2 separate regions of the Salvelinus alpinus genome follow, and region 1 is linked to region 2. A link is a contact called in public Hi-C data. All regions are on one chromosome and are shown on one strand. The core of a region is the stretch at or near the end of the contact, and the rest is flanking DNA. Distances in the headings are between cores, read along the strand shown. Region 1 holds the start of LOC139537732 (protein Jade-1-like). Region 2 holds the start of LOC139537728 (protein transport protein Sec24A-like).

What was found. Hi-C and Micro-C count contacts between places; a contact is called where the count stands out from the background.
Region 1: a Hi-C map of red muscle shows a contact between it and region 2, with 6 times the contacts expected there. The contact joins the promoter of LOC139537732 here to the promoter of LOC139537728 in region 2. A contact is called at or near these places in 2 of 3 Hi-C or Micro-C datasets (muscle and red muscle).

The regions. Positions count from the first base shown.
Region 1 is chr13:42,803,287-42,807,450 of SLU_Salpinus.1, forward strand. It overlaps LOC139537732 (protein Jade-1-like), which reads right to left and starts at 2,376. Exons shown (of 11, transcript XM_071339420.1): 1 at 1,408-2,376.
Region 2 is chr13:42,561,825-42,565,759 of SLU_Salpinus.1, forward strand. LOC139537728 (protein transport protein Sec24A-like) reads right to left here and starts at 1,835. Exons shown (of 23, transcript XM_071339413.1): 1 at 1,453-1,835. The coding sequence starts at 1,510. It overlaps sar1b (secretion associated, Ras related GTPase 1B), which reads left to right and starts at 1,935. Exons shown (of 7, transcript XM_071339414.1): 1 at 1,935-2,462.

The sequences.
Region 1 (4,164 bases), core at 1,126-3,625, 240 kb after region 2:
AGAGAGACGTGCCCCCACACCATGATTCATCTCCTGTTTCATACCCAGCTGGAGGGTGGGTAGGAAGGGAGCTGTCACAACTGGGAACATTTAACAAGTCCCCAGATGATTCAGACTTAATTGATTCAAGGAAATAACCAGTTCAATTACATCTGTGCAATAAGAGAAACAGGATGGATTGTTATACTATTCTAATCATGGGAGCCGGTAATGGATTGTAAGCAACAATATTTTACTGGTTAGTTAGTTATTAAAGAGGACCATTATAGAGTAGCTATAAGGAATTACCTCAAGAACACATTTGAATGTAATGTGCTTTAAAGGTAAACTTCACATACATTGGCAACTCCCATAACAACCCCGCCCCCCCAAAAAAAAAAAACTCATAAGAACTTAAATATCAATGGGAGCCCCCCCACAACTGTCAAAGATATCAATGTGAGGCACCCTCAAGAGTCAATGTGTAATTTGAACCCTGGAAATTCTCTATCCAAAATATATATCTGACTATGAACATCAAGTTCTCATTTCTTAAAATGGGAACATCAAGATGCTGCTCTGTCCCTCTACTAACCATGCGCAGCACCAAATCTAGTCCCACCCCCTGTTCTATGGGCGCAGAGTTTCTGAAGGTAAACAAGAGCCACTCCCCCTACAGTAGATCCGCACAGCACGCAGCGAGAGGCAGAGACGGAGATAAGAGTACTGAGCTTGTTCTAATTCTTAGATATATGCGTGCTTAGCCTTCCAAAATACCTCCCCTTTTTGGGAGCGTAATTCACATGCACGTGCGCCCCTAATTTCAAATCCACAATTGAGCGACACTGGATGGCAACAATAACTTTTGTCAAATGCAGTTTTATAACGCAATCGTTATTACCAAAATTATCCTCCTCTATTGTAATATTTTCAACAGGCAGATAATTTTTTATCACATTAGCTAAGTGTATTTTCAGCGCCATACGTTGGCGTGCCGCGGTCCCTCCTCCCGCAAACATGCACACACTTGCATAAGTTGCCAATTATTTATTAGAATTAAACAAATAATTAAATAATGTATTTCACCGGCGAATGTAATTTAACAGCACCTCGGGAAAATCCCGCTACCAAAATTATTTAATAAGAGCAGTGAACATGACCGCCCGTCTATAAATAATACTCGCTGCGTAGTTGGCGTTGCAAACATTGCTAGTGAACTGGGACCTGACATTTTCATATTTTATTCAATAAAAAAGTTGCAGTTGCATGATGTTCTACCCGTGCTCGCTAATTATCACAACCATTAGACCCATGCACACTACACATTTCCCTACCCGCTCTGGAAGTGCGTGCTTCTCACCCTGTGCTACATGCTACTGCATCGTACTGTACTTCTTGGGGGAAGCAAGAAACCAAAATCTAACCCACCTTTTTATCTTGATTGCAGTCAGGGTCGGGCTGCGAAACGTCCTCGACTCTGGACGATGGGCGATGATGAGAAATTACGATATAATTTGAAGCTAACCACATGTAGCTAGCGACAGTGAATTTCACGGTGGTCAAATTCCAGTGTAGCCAACTTACCCCTAGCTAGCGAGCTAGTTAGTTAGCCCCCTGACTATTCACGTCGGTGACAGGACTATGCCTGCGAGGCTGTATGGGGTTGACAGCACGTCAGATGCTCTCCCAAAAGTCAAAATAAAAAGTACCAATTGACAAATTTACTCCATGATAGTCTATCCGACAGTATAACATAATAGTCAACAAACCTGCGATGTCCGAATTCGCAGGTATCAGCTAAATGCAGTTAGCTACATTTAGCTGACTTTAGGAGTATATCATCCTTAAATCCAAATTCTCTAGCTAGCTAGTTAACGTGCTTGCAAGATAGCCGCATCCAGCAAGTCCGTTCTACTGTACGCTAGCTATGGTACAGCAAGGTAAGCTAACAAATATAATTTTGAAAGCCATGTCGCATTTCGAAAATAGTCCAAATCCAATGTGGTATCCCCCAGGTCCTGATTTGTCATGGGAGTATGTTTTCCTCAAATCCAGTAGAAAAAAATGTATGTCTAATTTTCAAATAATGAGTCATGAAAGATAGCAAGCTGGCTAGTTTGGCAACGTTCCACCTAAAAACATATAGCCTGCTCAGTCCTTGCCCGCTCGCGTTCTTCTCTCTTGTGCGATTGCACTGGCGGGTGCGCAACCTTACAACAAAATAAGATCATACTTTAAACTCTTGGCGCCATATGAATGACGTATTTAAATTTGCTGTCCCTGAGAGACGATTCTAATATCTTTAAAATGGCTTACTTTCGCCAAACATCATGCATAGACTACAACCTGAAATAGGAAAAAGGGATTATATTCTTCACCTGTCACTCTTTTGAAAGTGAAAGCTACCGTTAAGTGGGCGGTTTGTTTGGGCGGGTTCATGATAGCAGCACAATAATCGAACATTTACAGAGACAACGTTGAAAAAAAACATATATTTCCTAAATAATATTGTTAATGTTAATATTTGTCTTATTTTCATAATAATAAGACATTGAACAAACATATACTTGGAAATAAAGTTAGATCTACTTGCAAACGTTTTACTCAATATTCAATCCACTCCAATCCACGATGTAGGTTCACACATTGACAAGTGATAGACCTATCAATCCACCTAATTTACTACAATGACATGTAAATAAGGAGTGAGCTGTATTTTGTAGATCTACGGTGTAGGTTATTGTATCAAGTAGTAATCGCACGCGCTTTCATGTGGCGAGCGCGCCTCCTACTTGCAGCTCCGGGGGCACCTGCAACAGCCAATGATGCATCGCAGGATTTTTACATCAATGCTTGTTGTGTTTCTGACATGTTTGGCACGCATTTCTAGAACAAAAAAATAAAATACAAATGGTACAGTTCTTTCTTTACGCATCTCATCCTCAGACTATCATCCAATGTTCATTCCCCATTGCCCCCCACTCCCCTTTCCCTCATGACCACTAATGAAAAATAACTTAATATCGTATGTAGTTCATCATGAAACCCTATTCAGGAGACAAGGCGAAGAGGAGTGCATTCAGAGGAGTATTGGGACACAGTTTCCAGTTTGACATTTTCGTCATCAGCACACACTATGCTGGCAGGTGCAGAAATCCGCATTGCTATATCAGGGCCCATATCCTCAAAGTGTCTCAGAGTATGATTACTGATCTAGGATCAGTTTGACCGTTTAGATCATAATGATTAAGATTAGATGTAGATGTATCACTCCTACTCTGAGACGCTTTTTGGATAGAGGACCTGGTGTCACTCCATCAGTAATGGGGGAATGCTCTTTTACACTAAGTTAAATGAGGCTGTGAAGTACACCGGATTTTTCTGGCACAGATTCAAATGTGCTGTAGCAGCCTTCCTGCCCCGCACCACAGGTGGGTTAAGTGCCTTGAAAAACATGCAATGCCTCTCCATGGCCGTTTGATTGTGTGCTCCATTACTGTCTACTGGACTCATTGTTTATTTAGCAGATATTCAGCCATGCTGCAATATATCTTGTGTGAGTCCCAAAATGGCACGTACCCTTTTCCCTGTGTAGTGCACTACTTTTGACTAGGACCCATAGGGCTCTAGTCAAAAGTAGTACACTTTAAAGGGAATAGGGTGACAATTTATATACAAGACCCTCATAGGCAGGTCCTCCCTCAGCTCACTCCTTAACATCTCCACTACCAATAGCAGCCTGCGCTCTGGTAGATGTATCACTCTGGTCATTCCAGAGCCAGCATTTGCTTTGGCCTTCGTTCATTCCAGTTTTTCTGCCGCCAACACCTGGAACAAGCTGCAAAAGACCCTCAGTCACATTCATCCCACCAGACTCCTTCAAAAATATATTAACTGAGGTGCTATCTGATCAATGTACCTGCTGATCATTAAGTCTACTGTGTTGCCTTGGACTTTTCTGCTCTAACACACTATGAATATTTCTTATTGTTGTATATTTGATGAATTTGTACAACAGGTTGGTGGCACCTTAATTGGGGAGTACTGACTCGGGGTAATGGCTGGAGCGGAATCGGTGGAATTCTATCAAATACATCAAACACATGGTTTCCAGGTGTTTGATTTTATTTCATTTACTCCGTTTCAGCCATTATTACGAGCCGTCCTCCCCTCAGCAGCCTCCAC
Region 2 (3,935 bases), core at 585-3,084:
GATTGGCTCAAACACATTGAGGAAAGAAATTCCACAAATGAATTTAACAAGGCACACCTGTTAATTGAAATGCATTCCAGGTGACTACCTCAAAGCTGGTTGAGAGAATGCTAAGTGTGTGCAAAGCTGTCATCAAGGCAAACAGTGGCTACTTTGATGAATCTCAAATATATTTTTATTTGTTTAAAACTTTTTGGTTACTACATGATTCCATGTGTTATTTCATAGTTTTGATGTCTTCACTATTATTCTACAATGTGGAAAGTAGTAAAAAATAAAGAAAACCCCTGGAATGAGTAAGTGTGTCCAAACTTTTGACTGGTACTGTATGTATGTATGTATGTATGTATGTATGTATGTATGTATGTATGTATGTATGTATGTATGTATGTATGTATGTATATAAATATTTTACATGTCATTCAGGGAGAGAAATGCCAGACAAAAAGTATATTTATATTACTTAATAAAAAAAAATAAAAAAAAGTCATCCAACTAAAACGGATCATCCCAATGTGCCACATGTACACACAGAAGTAGAGCACAAGAAAAGCGCTGTGGTACGTCATTCACTTCTGAGTAGACGTTGCAAAGCATAATACGATTATAACTATACATTTTACATTTTATGTGACACCAGCCAAGTGATTCGAAAAAGGCAACGAAGTACGCAACAAACAGTCACGCGACCCTTACCCAAAGAACCTCAACAAATGAGAGGAAAGTTTGGCCCTAAACAAAGACTAAACCCCTATAAGACAACTAGAGGATGACAGTTTATCAGTCGACAGGGTATCAATCAAATTACAAGACTCAAATGATATAGCTAATCTTTTTGGTCAATTACCCAAATCTAAGTCCCACGTACGAGTCAACTAGTTATAGCTAACTACAGTAGCAAATTGGCTAACTCAACTGACAACTTGTAGCATCATCATGACCCAAACTATCAGTCTCTCCCCTGAACTTGATCTTCAATTGAGTTATGACTAACGTCATTCAAGGTAGCACTAGTAGTTAGCTAACGTTAATTATCAGTTAGACTAGTGACTGACACAAATTGCAGCTATAACTAAGTTTAGATAGCTAGATACGTGAGTAAATTTGTCAACGACTCTAGCTAAAACAGATTATCCTAGCTAGCTAAAAGTTACGTAGTGGGCAATCAAAGCGATCACTTATATCCACATTTCTAACTTAACTAACATGAACAATGTTTTTTTTTTAAACTATAGTCTTGATAAGAGTAAGTTAGCCCACCACTAACATTAGCCATCTTTTAGGTTAGCATTATTAGCAAGGCAGCAAGCTAATGTAGTTAGCTAGCCAGCTGCTAACCAGCCAAATCAGATTAGGATAAAGTAAAAGCCTATCTTGTTAACGCGCTAACGTTAGTTACTAAACAGTTGTGAGGCAGTAATGTTAGCTAGCTAACAGTGCGAAAATGCTCACCATTTGCGTATGGCTGTCCTCCTGGCCCATTCTGAGAGTTGAACCCCGTACTGGACATCTTGAAATAGACACCGACCGTAATCAAATTTAAAAGCTACGTTGGCGAATAGCTAGCTGCGTCTTACTTAGCTAACCAGCTAAGTTAGCTAGCAATGGGATCTGTTTGTTTAACCGAGCGTCTTTATCACAGGCTTTCAGGTAAAAAAAAAAAAAAAAAAAGTGAATTAGCCAACTCGTTAGCTATCACAGACCATGGTTAGGACCGTTCCCCGTCCAACTACGGGTGTAGGCCTTGTCAATAAAATCGTGTGAGACTCCTTTCCGTAATATCTGTGTTGCTTCTCTCTTCTTGCACAGGAAGTTGGGATTCCCCAACCAGCACGAACAACGTGAAACCTCCTCAAGCATGCGCAGTTGGTACACGTGGCACTTCCTGTGCATATTGGATTTCTACAGTACTGGAAACACTCGCAATGTTGTACTGTCTTCGCTTCCTCTGATGTTTGAGTAAAAACATGTAGGATCGGTTAAATACATAGTGACAGACTGTCTATTACAAATACAATTAGTTTATATAAAACCAGACTAATGGTTCACTTTTTAATTAATTCGTTTCTCCAGGGTGATTTATTTACTGGAGTTGAAGAGTCTGGACTGGAAGTAGAAACATGTTCACATCAGAAATATAGACATACTAAACTGCCTTGTTATCAAATAACATTATTTAAATCAAATGTGTTCTGTGTTAACACGTTTAGATTATAGGAGTGCTAGAATATGGTTCACATTTTTGTTCCCCTACCGGAAAGATGATTGTGAAACATAAACAGGAAGCGGCTATGCCTGGGCCTGGAGAGTTATTGGACACAGATTGCATTGCTGTGTCGTGGCTCTGTAACATAACGCGAAGGTTGAGACGTGAAGTGTGTGCTCTCATTTGACCATAAAGCAAATTTTCATGATTTTATGAGCAAACATATTTAGTCAATTGATCTACACTTAGATAACGGGTAAGTGTAAGCATTAATTATTTCAAATATGGGGTTTTCGAAAGTGTATTTGAACGTTCACTATTAAGGCTAGCGCGGATAGCTAGCTAACGGTATATGCTAACGTTAGTTAGTCGGTCAGGAACCCTCAATCAAATTGCTGACGGTAGCTAATTAACAATTTCAAGTTACTTTGACACGTAATGTGGTAACCTTAAAGTAGGCCTATTTGTATGTGCATTTTTATATTGAGATGTTCTCTAGCTGTAACAAACAGCTTTACTGTCAATACACCTAGCGCTTTCTTATGTTTGCAATTAACTCGATGCTACTATAGTTATCTCTGAAAATGACACGTATCTATAAATTCAGATGCACTAACTTAGCTAATGGCAACTTACCTGTGTAACTATGTCAACGCTACTGTCGCTAGATTTTAATGTTAGTTAGCAAACTAGCAAGCTACAATAAATGTGAATAACAAAACCAATTCTCGCTGCCAACTAAAGGTACAATTTGTGACTCACAGCTCGCTATCCTTTAGCTAGCTTGGCTATCAAACGTTAGTTAGCCAGCTGGATATAGTCGTCATAACTATATTATTAATTATATCGGTTTTGCATCGTAAATTACAATTCAATGTTACGGACAGCCACCATTTCGAGCTCAAATTGTTTTTATTTTTAGTCAAAGAAATCAAAATCGATATGTGTCGGAGACATAATCCACATTTGTTTGTGTGTGAGTTGGTGTATTCTTGCATTAGTTGGACACTACTGCTCGCTGATATAAATAGCTAAATCAGTCAAATAAATGTTTATTACCGGGTTTTCCACTGTGACTGTCCTTTGTCTTCCAATTCCTGCCAATGTTAAATGTTTCAGATTAGTTTGATATGGACTACACTGAATTTAATCCCAGTAACATTACCTTTCCACCATTTATAGCAGCTATTTTTTAGCTATCTGCTCTCACCTCAAATTCTACTAGGTCTAGAAAACTTTGAGCTGAAAACTGTGACTTGATTGATCAGTGTATGTAAATTATAGTGAGCTGTCAGAACCTGTAGTTTGCTTCCGTTTAATTCAAATCCTTCAATTTGAGAGGCTCTAGCAACAAGGTGAGAACATGAGCCAGCTGGGCTGGCATTTAAATCTGTCTGGGAGCCTGGGGTGTAATCATTAGTCCAAACTGTAGAAAACGGTTGCAAACAGTACGTTTTGGAACAAAATTTGGTTTCTATTGGACAAATTCAGGTAGGTTGTGTTTGATACCTAGTGAATACACCCCTGGTATCCTACTGGAAGTATATTTTATCTATTATCCTTAAGTAAACCTCACTGCCCTCTGACCTTAATATTTAAATATCTTACAATATTTTGCACATGTGCATTGCTACTTTCCTATATATGTTTATATTTTTAAGCTACATGCTGTATGCTAAATATTATTGTTGGGCTTATATTGATCAATGACATAAAGGACTGTGATGTT